Regions from separate parts of the Anas platyrhynchos genome. Here region 2 is linked to region 1. The links are chromatin contacts, called in public Hi-C maps. All regions are on one chromosome and are shown on one strand. The core of a region is the stretch at or near the end of the contact, and the rest is flanking DNA. Distances in the headings are between cores, read along the strand shown. Region 1 overlaps CARMIL1 (capping protein regulator and myosin 1 linker 1). Region 2 overlaps PARD6G (par-6 family cell polarity regulator gamma).

Region 1 (7,019 bases), core at 2,350-4,849:
AGTGTGTGAGAGGGGGAGTTCATGTCTGCAGGCATGCAATAAACCTTTGTGCTGTCAGCAAAGCAGCAGGATGCTCTCTCCACCTGTGTCTATGTGCATACAAAAGAGCAGGTGATACCCAGGCATGAAGAAATAAATATAAATAAAAATAATATCAACAACAACTTATTCTCCTTCTGAATCATGATCTGTAGTCTTCCTGTAGCAACATCCAGCAATTTTCCATTAACTCTCTTTCTTGCCTTCCTAACCTCAGGCCTGCTAATATTATTAGAACCCAGCAAGTTGAAATAAATTAACCCAAGCCAAAGACAAACTGTGGCCACAATAGCAAAGAGCAGCCTTGGAGAGCTCTCAAGCAAAAGTGGTAAAGAAAGCACTGCCATTCCAGGGCCCAGCACTACAGCCTGACAAGAGCCCTCAGCCAGTACACAGCAGGCCTAGCTGGAGAGTGATTCAGTGCTGTAAGTACCAAGTTTATTTAAGTATTTTCTGCATGCAGGCAGCATCCCTGGGCCTCCACAGCTTTGCAGACAGCCCTGATTTTGCTCAAGCCATTTAAAGCCTGGGAAAAGCCAACCTCCATTGCCTGTGAGATGTGTTTTCTGATAACCAGAAGCTGGGACTACTCAAGCTGGTACCCACACTGACTACTATTAACCTTGCAAACTGGTTGTACTGAGGTCTTCAGATGTATTCAGGAGTTTCACTTTGTGTGCAGATATTTTTGCTGGCTCCTGGGTTCAGCTCTAGCTTTGCCAATTCTGTTACAAATCACGACCCATTAGAAGGAGCCTGAGGCACATACACCGACTCCTTTCCCTCCTTTGCAGCATGAAGCACAGGAGTAAAACAACCAGCCATCAACACAGCTCTCGAGCTGACTTGACAAGCAGCACTGTCAAACACAGTACAAAAGCAAGCTTGTTTTTAATCTTGTTCACTTAGCGTAAGTTCGTGTTTTGCTTAAGCAATTGTTAGGTACATAATTCGAGGAGGAAGGAGTGATTTTGAACTTTTGTTTTTTTTTTTCCAGAAAGAGTTTATACCAGGAAACCCAGACTGTACCTGTACCGCTTCCATCCAACCGTTCTGAGCTCATCGCTGTGTCAGAAGACTCCCTGGAAGCTGTGTCATTTCCAAGTTTCTGAAAGAATGATAAAAGGTCTCATGTTAATAATAGATCTATGATTAATACAACTTGGTGGTTCTGTTAGAAAAAAAGCACTGATTTGGAAACCCTAAGGCAAAAAAAAACACTGTGCAAGTACTGACGCTGAATGCACTTCCTTGTTTATTCTCCATGTCCTGGAAATCCAAGTGGAAAATAAATTACACTGAATTGATCACTAGCATTGATGCCTAGCAAAACTGCAGTGACACATTGCCTCCTAAGTGACAGGTCTACTAATGTACAGGAATTGAAACTAATAAAGTCTTTTCTCCAAAGACAGCTTCATATTTAAACATTTTTCATTTAGATTTAAAAGGAAAAGTATTTTTTCCAAAGATCTGCATTTTGAATGTAAGACTGCTATGGATGGACCTTATGCTCTTCCACGTACAAAAATAACTTTGTATTTTAGATAAGCTTACAACTCCAGAAGTAGCAGCACTCATGTATTTACAGGATTGTTTTAAAAACAAATAGATCTTATTATTAAAAAGTGTTTAAAGTGACACATCACAAAGGCTGCTGGATTTTCACCACCTCTAAAAAAAGGGAGAGTTCTTGTCCTTTGGAGCTTACGACCCAAAGGTATCCTATTTGTAGGTAAAAATTGGACAACAGAAAGGCAGGAAGGAAGAGAACAGTCACAGTAGCAGGAGCACAGATTTAGACTGAAATAGTATTGTAAGTATAAACATAAAGGAGTGATGTCTAAATATGCTGTCCATGTGTCTTTCCCCTGTGGTGGTAATTCAGCAAATTTAGGAGAAGCAGATTTTGGGGGGTGATAGAGAAAACAGCATGGTTGGCCTTACAGATTTATGGATACCTCCATTTTGCTCATATATAATCACACAGCTCCTAAAACAAAGCGACTCTTTAATGCAACAAAGAAAAGGATGGAGGTGCTGAATGCCTGCAATTCCTGTATAGGATGTGTCTGTCTTCCTATCTCTCCTCTAAGGATAGGTGCATGCTTAAATGGCACACTGCATTAAGGAGGATGCAATTAGAATCAAAATAAAACTTCCTGTCCTGTAAAATTACCTTGACACCATGCAGCAATCCAGTCTAAGGGATTGTACTACAGGTTTTAAGTATGAAGTCATCTGTATGTTAAAAACCACATGTAAGCAAAACAAATTGTTTTCCCATCAGAAGCACTCTAGAAACACGATGACTTGAAGAGCTAGAGTTGTAAGCTACATTGCCTGTATCAACAAAACAAAGTCCCATCCAAATCTAGCAGGAATGTTATGCTTTGTACCACTAGGTGAGAGCTCCAGGTTTATTTTTATTCCCATTTCTTGTCTGTCAATGGCATTTTGGCTCAATTCTCACCTCTCTACCTCCTAAAATTAGGTATTTCTTTGTAAGACAATCTTGGCTACATATTTTTGAAGGGAATGCCACTCTCCATTTACTGGATCTTTTTCCCATACCTTAGCAAACGAACTCTTTGACAACTGAATTACTAACAATTTTTTCATGGAATATGAATTCTCATGAACTTTCACCAAAATGATTTTTCTAGGTACATATTGAAGATATATGCTAAAGGTTTAGCTACAGTAAGTGACTTTAAGAGAGCTTTAGGACAATATGAAAACTATTTTTTCTATAACTTCCCTCTCTAGTTTTGGGATTGCTGGGGAAATACTACCACATACAGAGACAAACACAAAAGCCAGTGCTGGCATTTAATGCAGTACTTTAAAAATGCAATGTCAGCATGTTTGGCTAACTAGTGTACACACATTACAAACTGCTTACAGTCCTGAGACAACACTAAGCACTGACTGCAAAAATATACCCTGAGAAGCTCTCAGTCATGTCAGATAAATGCAGGGAAATTTATCATGCAGATAAATAGTGACCAGGCTCTACTTTTATATGGAACTTTTTATATGTGCAGGATTGGGAAATACTTCTGTTGGGTGCAACAGCAAGTGAATAAGCAGGTTACAAATGAGCTTGTCTGCTCCTAGGTCTTGCTCAAGGTATTTAAAAATGCAGCCTGTAAACACTAGATGGGGCTAAAAGATCTTTTTAGGCATGCCTAGCAGTTACACTAATTGCACATATTTATCTCCACCATTAATGCCAATTCTCACGTTGTATTCTAAGCAAAAGAAAACAAAAAAGCATTTACCATCTTTCCATCTACTGTGCACCTGCTCATCACTTGTATCTGTAACAAGATTGCAGGAGGGTATGAATGGAATAGTAAATTCCTTCTGGCTTTGTTTTCACGTAAAAGTACTCAGAATATAAGCAGCCATCTGTACCTTAAAGGAAAATACAATTTTCTGTGACTCTAGAATTCTGATAAATTTGAAGATATTAGGGAAGTTGGTGTCATATCCATCCTAAGCAATTTCACAGTAGTGGGATGCTTTCTTCTGCAGCTCAACCATCAGGATACTGTATGATTTGCAGCTTCAGGAATGTCATAAATGGAAGTGCAAAACTAAACCGGCTGCTGTTGCAATCTAGGATGAAGTACGTGAAAAATTCTTTTGAACAGCAGTTCAATTTTCTGTGGTGGGGGCAACATTAAGAAATAGCTAGTCACTACCCTGCCATGTAGAGATTCCTATTTCAATTCAGCTTTCTTGTTATTATTAAAAACAAAATAAATTAAAAAAAAAAACAAACACAACCCCAAATGACCTACTTTTGCATTTTTATAAATATCAACTTTTGCAAAACAGAATAAAAATAAATAAAACCTCAAAGGGTGAAAAACATAATACTGGGAAAAGGTAACAGTCTTCCTTTTGGATAGCTGAAATTCAGGTTTTCAATCAATGCTGTGAAAGCTAATCAATGGAAGCAGACTTTTACTCTCTCCACTTTCAAAAAAAAAAAAAAAAGTATGCCTGCTAACAGTCTACCTCAAACACATCACCCCAGATGGGACTAAATTTAGAGGACAAGTGTTAAGAAATTGAAGAGCACCAAGTAAACCATTTATGCAATTATATAAATATATATATATATATTATCTGGTGTAAGCCAGTGTTTTATGCAGACTGTAACAGTCTTATTTACAATCATCTAGCATTTTACTTGAAAACTTGGTGTCTTAGAAATCAATGAGACTATTCATGGGCACTACTTGGCACCAATCAGAAAGGTGGGAATAGGTCATTTCCTTAGAAAAATCGTTTTTGTGCAGAGGATCACTTTAACGAGCACATAGCTTATTAGCCATATGCTGAGGTCTTCTTATTAAGACCTCAGGGTTTGCAGCAATAGTTCAGACATGACAGCAAGTACTCTAAGAGTGAGAAGAGATGTAAAAATAACATTTGAGTGTCTTGCTCAGATCCAGTTAGGTAACTGTGCAGAATTTTAAAGGAAAACATGGCAAAGCTTGCAGATGAGTTTTGCCATGAAGTGACGTCTTCCAAATTGTTGAGGGTAAATGGTGAGGAATGGACAGCATGCCAGAGAGGAAGAGAGAAGGAGGAAATCACTGATCCTTTGGTAACTTTAGGACATGAGAACTGCAGCTGGGAGGAAACAGGGTCTGACAGTGGTAAGGTCAATGGGAAATGGGCATCAGGCAAAATATTTTGGCACAAAAAGCTTTGGAGTTACACGAGGATATTACAACATGAGGATAACATGAAGATTGTGGAGAATAGGTCGTGTATTTTTTTAAATGTGTTATTGTTTTGAGTGTTAGTACTTGAAACACAGAAAACCAAGGTATAAGAATAATTAGGTGTGGTACAAAAGGACATAAAATTAAGAAATGTAACAAAAAAAAAACCATGAGCTGAATAGCTATAAACAGTGTCTGGAAACCAGATTTACTTCACCGCATGGGATATGTAATTTAAAATATGACACATCTCTCCAACTTGCTACATCACCTTCCAAAAGAGAAGTGTGTAGTTAACTCTGCCAAACACCTGAGGGTACAGTGTGCAGGGCACCACAGTAAACACTTGTTTCTGGCTTTATGCTAAGCATGCTTCCATTACATTTGAGCAAACCACACATCATATAGAGTGCAGACATCCAAACTGTGCTCACTAGTTGCTCCCAAATTACTCTGTAATATGTGCAAACAGTTACGTGTCCTCTACTGTGCTTGTGGTGGCCTGACATCAAGTGCAAGAGCTGGCTTTGCCTCCTCTGCACAAGGAGAAAAAGTGCAGGCTTAAGGGCATGTCTTCTCCTGTGTGCTGCCTGGTCCATTCATGTTCAACCACCCCAGCCAGCACTGAACAGTCCTCCTTCAAGAGCTCTGTAACCCCTGGTGGAAAGCAGGGTTGATGTGACAAGCCCCAGCCACCAGCCCCTGCAGCCCCTCCCCTGGAGACACCTAGCTCTCGTCCATTTTTTACAACAACTCAAGAGAAATCAAACTGCCTTCACCTTCTGAGCAGAGGCTGCTCTCTTCTCCTGCTTGGCTTTCATTTCTGCGAGAAGTCCACTGCCCATCACCTGCACGCCATACCTCCGGCCTCCTTGAGGGCTTCCTTTGCTGTCACCCCTCTCAGCCTTTGCAGCATCATCCGGCTGTGCCTCCTCCAGCGAGTCTGGCGTCTTTAATTCCTCGGATCGCTCCGTACCACCGTTCTGCTCTGCAGGTTTTGGCTCCTTCTTATTTGTATCCACAGCTGGGCTTTTCGCAGCAACCTTGGGTGAGGAGGGCTCCTCAGCCACCACCACAGTCTGTGGACGTTCAGATTTGGAGCCCCTTGATTTGATTAAGTTAAGGAAGCCACTCTTCCTTGAGTCCCTTTTCTTCTTCTCATCACCTGCTTCACTGGGCTCGCTGCCGTCTGAACTTTTAGTTGACGGTCTCCTGATAAAAGACATGGACATTTCAATCTCTCCGCCACTCCCCTCCCCCTTCTCTTTTAAATAGCACCGAATGACTTCTCCTGGGCAAAGCCAACCTTTTGTATGATCTATGTGTTGCCCTGGGCTCAGTCATTAGCTGGCGCGTCTAAATTACAAACTGCATCTTGCAGGCAGAGCACTCACACTTGAGGGGAAAGCTGAGCGCAGAGCAGAGCCTTTCTGCATACAAGCACCCCAACTGGGAAGAGCCACCGGTGGAGCAAATGGAGACAGCTAATGGGGGCTGTCAAAAGATCCCCGAGCCATGCACGTGGGATGTGCAAGTTCACAGGGACATCTGAAATGAGCAGCTGGCAGGAGCCCAAGGGAAGCACAGGAGGATACCCCAGCCTGCCAGTCCCCTGAACTTAACCTGGTGTATCCATTTTTCAAAGCTACCACGATTTTACCACTACACAGAGTATGTCACACATGGCTTCACATGTCACTACAAATATTTGCAACACACTGACTTTAAAACACTTGCTTTTCCTGCCACTGCTGTCTACCAGCTCACACCTACCATTTTCCTTAATGGACATCTCATACAGCACAGAAGGGGTCACTCCAAGCTGTCCAGAATTTGCCCTAGCTTTCTCATTTATTTCTGGAAGTATTGATGTATGCATTAATGTATAAACCCAAGCATACATTAATGACAGAACTTCTAGATGCATGCACTTGCAAATAAACAACCAGGCACAAAGCAATTGTGTAAGCCAGATTTTTCCCCCTATATAAAACTAGATAAATACACATATATCTTCTAAACAAATATATCTCCTAAATCTGGAGTACTACAAACTGGTTAAATGTATCTTTATTTCTAAAACAGCATAAATCTACTGTTATTGACCCCAACAGTGTGCCTAATCAATCCTTACTAGATAGCCACATCCATGTGGGCACTACTGGCACTAGAGAGGAGAGCCTCAACCAATACACCACTCTGCTTCAGCTCTAATGAGCTCCACTGAAGGGTAAT
Region 2 (7,019 bases), core at 3,363-5,862, 120 kb before region 1:
TGGGGTCATGCAACTGCCGCGAGCATCGGACCTGTGAGATCCACGGGTGCCACCAAAAGGAATGGCTGCGGCACAGAAAGCTGCCCCTTTCTCATGCATTCTTTTGCTGAGTAACACCTTATTCATCCCGAGCTAGTTCAGACACGCAGGCTTCCCTAACCTTTTTGGTTACACTTCTGAATTCCCATCAAAAAAAATAAATAAATGTGTTACTTTTAATGTTCGATTAGCCATACCCCGTCCTGGCCATCACCAGAAAGCAAGCAGCACTTAACTGTCATCATTATTGTCATCATAATTGGAGAGCAAGCAAGAAAATTAAACAAATACAGAGAGGTTTACACCACTTTAAAACTTTGCTCCTTTCTTCACACAACATTTGAGATGCTGCATCGCTATTTCAGCGTGGTGACCTAGTGGACGCGGTACTTTTTCCTTTAAAAAGGAGTTTCTTCCTCCGAGCACATGACACAAACAAGGGAGTGGCAGGCAGGAAGCCACAGTTCAAAAATTAAAGAATTAGATCAGCTTCCACGATACCAGAACACAACAACGAGGAGCTGCCGGTTACTGCTTCGAATGGACGGAAACATTTTGGGGCTCACGTTTTGCCTCCTTATTGAAGATTGGTGTTGAAGATACGCCTGCAGGGGAGCCCAGCTTACTCCTTGCATTTCATCAGCAGAGCCCTACCACCTGTGCAGTGCAGCCCTCCTGCTTCTAGCCTGTATCTAAAAGATGGGAGTATTCCCAGCCTGGTCCCTCTGGGTGAAGAACATGGGCAGCACTGGGCTTTTTTCTGTGCCTGAAAAAAAAAATTAAGTTGCGGCCAGAGCAGACGTGCAGCTCTTTAGTGCGCACCGAGTGATTTAGCACCGCTGTAAATTCCGGGAAAGTCAGCTCAAGGAAAGGCATCCCACACAGGGAGCCTAATTACAAAAAGCACTTCTGATCGGTGGATCCCGACGAGCTGAAAATAGAAGCGAGACTTCGCTCCCATTGCGCTGGTCGAGCTAAAAGCCTGGAGAATACATCAGAGGTTACGCAGAGCCCAGCGGCTTTAAAGGAAGGAGGAGGGATTTGTCCTGTTCAAAGGCAGGAAAGCACAGATGCAGTACGTTAGGGCTTCTTTGCATTACGCCACCTAACTTGCTTCCAAGAATGCTTTCAGCAGCAGCATCCCCCCGTACAGGCAGCCGACTCGGGCAAGCTTCAGTGCAAGCTGTCTCCTTGCCCAGAGACACCGAGCTGCTCCCAGTAACTTCAGCTCACCACTTCCTTCTCACCCCTAACCGTGACACCTTCCTCTGCCTTCAGCTCCCTCTGGGTTCTGTCTGCTCGCAGTTAGGATCACATCCTCACCCTCTGTACAAAAGGAAGAACGAATAAAACCCCTTTGTTTTCTCGTGACAAGAGCCCGGTGTTCCTCTTCAAGTCTTTCCTCACCTCGCTCTCTTAAATTGCTAGACAGCATCAGGAACTGGCAAGCCCTTTAATAATAAGATCAGGCAGCATTACTAAATCCATACTAAATTCCCACAGCGGGAGCCAAACGGTGACCAAGACCATTTTTGTTTGATGATGCATCTCATCTTCAGGGAAAAAAAACACGCTGTTCCAGGGACGTGGAGAGTGAAGACAAATGGTTACATAGCAGAAAAAACACTGGCTCACAGGTTGATCAAGGCACGTTTTTGCTAAGGTGCTCCTGGGCGGACGGCAGGAGGGTAGGGGGAGGACTACAAACGCTCAGCACTGCGCTGTGCTGTATTTCGGTGTGCACTTGTTAGCACATGGGCTAATAAAACGCCTTCTTCCAAGTCTATCAACTCCATGACGTTTTGCAGCTGTGGAGATGGACGTCAAGAACCAAGGTTTGCACCGGGCTCGTGTTCAGCCCCCTGAACGTGTTTCAAAAAACGCGCAGTGCAGAATTTGAGAGTTTTGCACAGTACTCACGGGCACGGAAACAAGGCAGCACACCTCCTGCGCAAAAATCAGAGCACTTCTCCCATTCGGAGGAGCGGATGGAGCAGCCAGGAGACAGGCTGAACAGGTTTCAGAGCTCATAACACCTGCCCTTGGCTTGGCAGCTAACTCCACGTTAATCCAGGGAGCTGCAGTGGAGGAAAATATATTTATGACACAGAGGTATGAAAAAAAAAAGGTATCTGGGTTTCTTTTCCCTTCACCCATCCCGATCGTATTTATTGGCTGCTCAGCTCCAGTTTTTCCTGCTGGGTGGATGAAGTGTAACATCCAGACCCCCAGGCTGGAACTAAACAAGACAACTCACCTTGGTTTTGCCTGTTTTAGGTCATTTTACACAAGTCAAGCCCTTGGCCATGGCAAGTGAAATGATGGGTTAGTTGCAAGAGGTAATGGTAATGCTTTAGTCTCCACCTTTTAAGGCACATTGCTGAGAGTTTCAGAAGGAAAACAGGGAAAAAGAAAAAAAAAGGCAGTGGCTATGAATCACCTGCTTGTCTGGGCAAGGAAGAAATCTGGAAAATCCTGATCCTAGCAGTAACTGACACACACTGAATGGGTGGCATGGCACTGAGGAGCAGCTGGGCATTGTGGCTATCAGAAAGCCAGCCCGTGGCAGCAAGAGCTTTGCTCGTAACGTGTCTCCCCTGGGAAAGCACCACCGACCTGTTTGCTCTCGTGTCAGATCAGCCAAAGGCCAACGCAAAGCTCCCGGGCCAGATTTCACATCAGCCGCTTGCCCAAACAACCGGGGAGGCCGTTTTAGCTGAGCTCTGCTCTTTCTCCGGCTTCAGATGGTTGCGTTAATTACAAAGCCTCCCTCTGGTGCTGCGCAGCCCAGGGGGAGCGAGGAGGAGCCTCCTGGCCCTGTAATAACGGCAGGCACTCGCTCCCAGCGCTCTGGCTGTGGTGGTGTACAGGGGAGGATGCTGCCTGCGTGGGAGCCTCGCCGCCTTGTGCAGCGTCAGCCTGAGCTCCTGCACAAAGGGGGCTTTCTGCGGGAGCGCAGCATGAAATCCTCCCCAGAACCTGAGCCCTCTGAGCGAGCTTCACCAGTGAGATCTGCTCCATCGACGAGAGGCAGCTGCTGGGTTGCTGGGTGCGGGATGTGTCACCTCTGGGCTCGCCCCGACGAAGCCTTGCCTAACCTAGCAAGTAGGCAAAAAAACACCACCATTGTCAGCCCCGAGCTCAGACTGAAGAAATTCCACCTTGGAAGCACTACAAGAAGTGAGTCACTCTATATACCTTGGCAGTGGCTCGCAAGGCAGCAGGGAATATCCAGAAGGAAATAATGTCACCAGCCGGTGAGGCAGCAGCTCTGTTTACCAGCTCTAACAAGTCGGTGTCTCAGCACTTTGAGTTAAGCATGGCCAGCAGCAAGCCTCCAGTTCAGAGGCCGTAAAACCCTCAATTCAGAAGTCGTTTACACGTAAGTGCACCTGAAAACCAGGCTTTTCCAACAGCTGTCCCAGCTGCTGGAGAAAAACACCACCTCAGGATCAGCACCGAGCTTCTTTTGAGCTCGGTGAGAAGTGCTGACGCTTAGGGAAGTCTTCCTTACATCACTTCAAAGAAAAACCCTAACGCACCTTACGTTTTGAGCTCAAAGTTTCCTTTCCAGAATGGCTAATGGAGCCGCATTAACTGCACCTTTGAAGCAGACATGAAGGGGAGGGCCCTGAACCAGACTTCTGGCACGCACGGGGGAGTTAGGCCAAGTGTCAGCCAAAAGGCTGGCTAGCAGGCTGGGAACACCACCGAGCAGCCACTTGAGAGGAAGTCTAGTCACTCAGCAGGGTCCTCAAGCTGGTTTCCCTCTTCCTACTTCCAACAGATCTATTATCCCCAGAGGATTTCTTCTCTCCAGAGTATGCAAACTGCCTTTGTTACCAAAAATGCTTTAGAAATGGTGAAAGCTGGATATTTGCATGAGGATCACATGCAACGACTGCATGCCTTTAAACAGCCGACGTGCAAAAAATGAGGACACAAACCCCTTCTACCACATGGATTCAGAAAGCAGGAGACGTACCCTGGCACTTTAAAACTCTGTAAGCATCCTTCCTAGCCTGTTTAATTCTCTTCTTGCAAGTCTCCAGGTTGCTTTCCTTAAGGCCTCAAACAGAGGAAGATAACCATCAGCACGCAGTCCTCCCTTTCTCTTCTGGGATTTATAGATGCCCTAAGAAGGCATTAAAATAAGGTAGAACAGCTTGACTAAGGCACTTCAATCCTCGTGTTTTCTCCTTCACAGTGTACAGTCCGTGCCTTATCTGCTGATACTGGTTAGCAGGCAGAAACAAAGGTGGCTTACGTTTTTAACACCCTAACCCCAAAAAAACACAAAATAAAAGCCTTGCCAGGGTCTCACTTTCTTTTAATAAAACACTAGGTCTCTGCTGCATGCATCATAGGTCATTTGTAAATGACCTTATTTTCTCAGTAGACAGAAAATGTGTCTTTGCAAACGCGAGTCATCATTATGAAACCTGTTTTGTTCCCAGGAGGAAACAGCTTTCTTAAATTAGCTTTAAAATTCCCACTTCCAGCATTTCAGCGCGCAGGGCAGCGCTTAGATAGTGTCCCGAGCTGGCATTTGCAGTTGTTGCAGATCCTGCTAATTGCTCGTGCAGATATTCCAGCTGTCAGCACACACATATCACCAACCACAATTATTTGCAGACTCTTCAAAAAAAAGCCTGCCCTTGTACAACAGCGCTCTCACTGTGCCCATTTGAAGAAATCACTCCTGTTAGAATGGAAACAAATGGATTCAGGGGACCATCTCCCCAAAAAGCATTTAAATAGATGTAAAATAAAACAACTGTATCAGGCTTTTTCCCTCCTCCACCAATATTTTCACTCTTTGCATCTCCAATGGGCCGTAAAAACTGTTGCTCTGTCCCATGTGCTCTGTGGCAGCAACACAGTCAACAGATTCCAGCTCTAACATTTACAGGCTTTGTTATAACCTGTCAACACCTCTGATGCAAAAAATAAAAAATAAAAAAAGATCCGGATTGCACCCCTTAGATAATTTCCATCCGAGGAAGTCATGCTGTCAGCAGGGTGGAGAAAATGGAGGAATTCCTGTTTACCCTTCGACTTGAAAACTTACTTGGGAGGGGACTTCCAATTACAAGCTAACACCTGAAGTACCCCACCGGTTTTTGAGTCATTAGCTCGTGTTTATCTAGAAGGCTAACCTGGAGTTTGTTGATTAAGAGCCATTGCAGAAGCTGAGCAGCAACTAATGCGAGAGGAATGGCACAGGCAGGAAGCCGTTGCTCAACGTCTCTTTCATCCTGACAAGCGACTGCGTTGTCCAAGAGGAGCTTGCTTATCAGCCTGGAGCATCCCGAGCGCTGCTGATCACACTAATGCAAGCAGCCCTTCAGCAGCTGCTCCACACAACACAGAGAAGTTGAAGGAAAAAATAATAAACACCAATCAAAAATGGGGCCACAGGTAGGTGAACCACCTGGGGTACCAAATATTTTGCCAGCTACTGACCTGACTCACCCTGCTAATACAGCTGCCCTTTCTGTTCTAGTCTCTTTCCACAGACATCCTCTTGTGTCCACTTTTTTTGGTCCACTCTGTCTTCAAATTCAAGAGATTTAAGCTTGGGGGATACCTGCAGAGGACTGGTGTACATGTACATGTATGTATATGTATCTGTATACAAAAAGATGGAGCTCGCAGCTTTCAAAGGTTTGGACCCATAACCAGATTCGGGATAAAACACCTTTTTAAAAGCCTTCCTCCCCACAGAAAAGTGGCAGAACAGAGTCCCTCATTCCCTTTTCCAATAAATAAATAAATAAATAAATAAACAAGTACTTAAATTTCAGTCTCTAATACACAAGATTTTCTACCCTAAACTGAACCAATGTGTGTTACCCCCCAAGAGAGGATGGGATCACGCCTTTTCATTTATTTCAGCCCACTGTGGTCTAGGAGACAGCCACGCGGTATCAAACATTTCACACTTTCCAAATCTAGGCCAAAAGGGCCTAGGGAATTAAAAACAAAAACCAACAACAAAAAAAATGTAATCTGGACTTAATTCAGAAAGCAACTTTGCCTTGACCGAACTTTATTGTTGGTCTTGCTTGCGAAGAGGCAGCTGAAGGGAAAGCCCACCTCAGCTTTACATTTCACCTCGACCACAAAAACTGTCGGTATGAAGTCTTTGATGCTCTTCCCACCAAGGGTAGAAAAAGCAGTATGGGAAACACACCTGAGACTTACCTGCTCTACCCAAGCGTGAATTTGGGTAGACTTCTGGTCGGTTTTTTGTGGCCAAATCAGGCAGGCCCTGACACTGTGCTCAGGGCTGCAGCGAGCCGTGCCACTGCGTGACCCCAGCTTGATCTCAGCCTTGCTACAGCAATCCAGACCCACTGCTGTATCTTTCTCCAGCGAGGCTAGTGGTTTCTGTGGCCAAGTAAAATCTTCCTCGGGAGCCTCTGAGCAATTGGAAGTCACTGCTAGTTCCTGTAGGTCACTGACTATGGCTTTTTGCCTCTCCCTGTGGTAGCTTAGAGGTTTGGGATTCATCCGGTTAGTGCAACAACAGCAAGGCTACCAGCAGTGCCACGGACCAATAGTAACAACATTATTTTCATCCTAACCTGTCTTTAACTACAGGATACCAAACGCATTAACAAGCACTTTTCAGTTCTCCGAGCTAAATACGGAGAAGTTTCCAGGCCAAGCCAACTCAGTCAGACCTCTCTCAAAATTACTAATGAAATTATCAACCCCCCCAAGCTCGCTGTCCTCCTGCTCCCTTCCTAAGAAGTTTCTGTGAGTACAAAGTTAAAATAAAAATAAAAATCACAGAAATAGCCTGGGAAGACAGGATTATTTCATGCAGGATATGTGCTTGGATAGTCAGAGAGTCACGTTTATAGCAGCAAGTGATGAACTCATGACCAACACGTTATAGGACAGGCTGAAAAGATTGGTCCTTAGGGGTAAAGGTGGTCCTAACTCAACAGCCTGGGCCTCGCCTGCTCCAC

Evidence for each region. Hi-C and Micro-C count contacts between places; a contact is called where the count stands out from the background.
Region 2: a contact with region 1 is called in a Hi-C map of liver, with 3 times the contacts expected there. The contact joins two enhancer-like sites. A contact is called at or near these places in 5 of 8 Hi-C or Micro-C datasets (F1 follicle, liver, skeletal muscle and 1 more).

What each region holds. Positions count from the first base shown.
Region 1 is chr2:62,835,686-62,842,704 of IASCAAS_PekinDuck_T2T, reverse strand. CARMIL1 (capping protein regulator and myosin 1 linker 1) reads right to left here. Exons shown (of 38, transcript XM_072034847.1): 34 at 5,564-5,996; 35 at 1,069-1,147. Among named protein-coding and RNA genes, the nearest start is that of SCGN, 18 kb to the left of the region's middle. Within about 2 kb of position 3,599, at least 1 of the 8 cell types and tissues checked has an H3K27ac peak or open chromatin away from gene starts, as enhancers often do.
Region 2 is chr2:62,956,659-62,963,677 of IASCAAS_PekinDuck_T2T, reverse strand. All of the region lies in intron 3 of PARD6G (par-6 family cell polarity regulator gamma), which reads right to left. Among named protein-coding and RNA genes, the nearest start is that of BLOC1S4, 14 kb to the left of the region's middle. Within about 2 kb of position 4,612, at least 2 of the 8 cell types and tissues checked have an H3K27ac peak or open chromatin away from gene starts, as enhancers often do.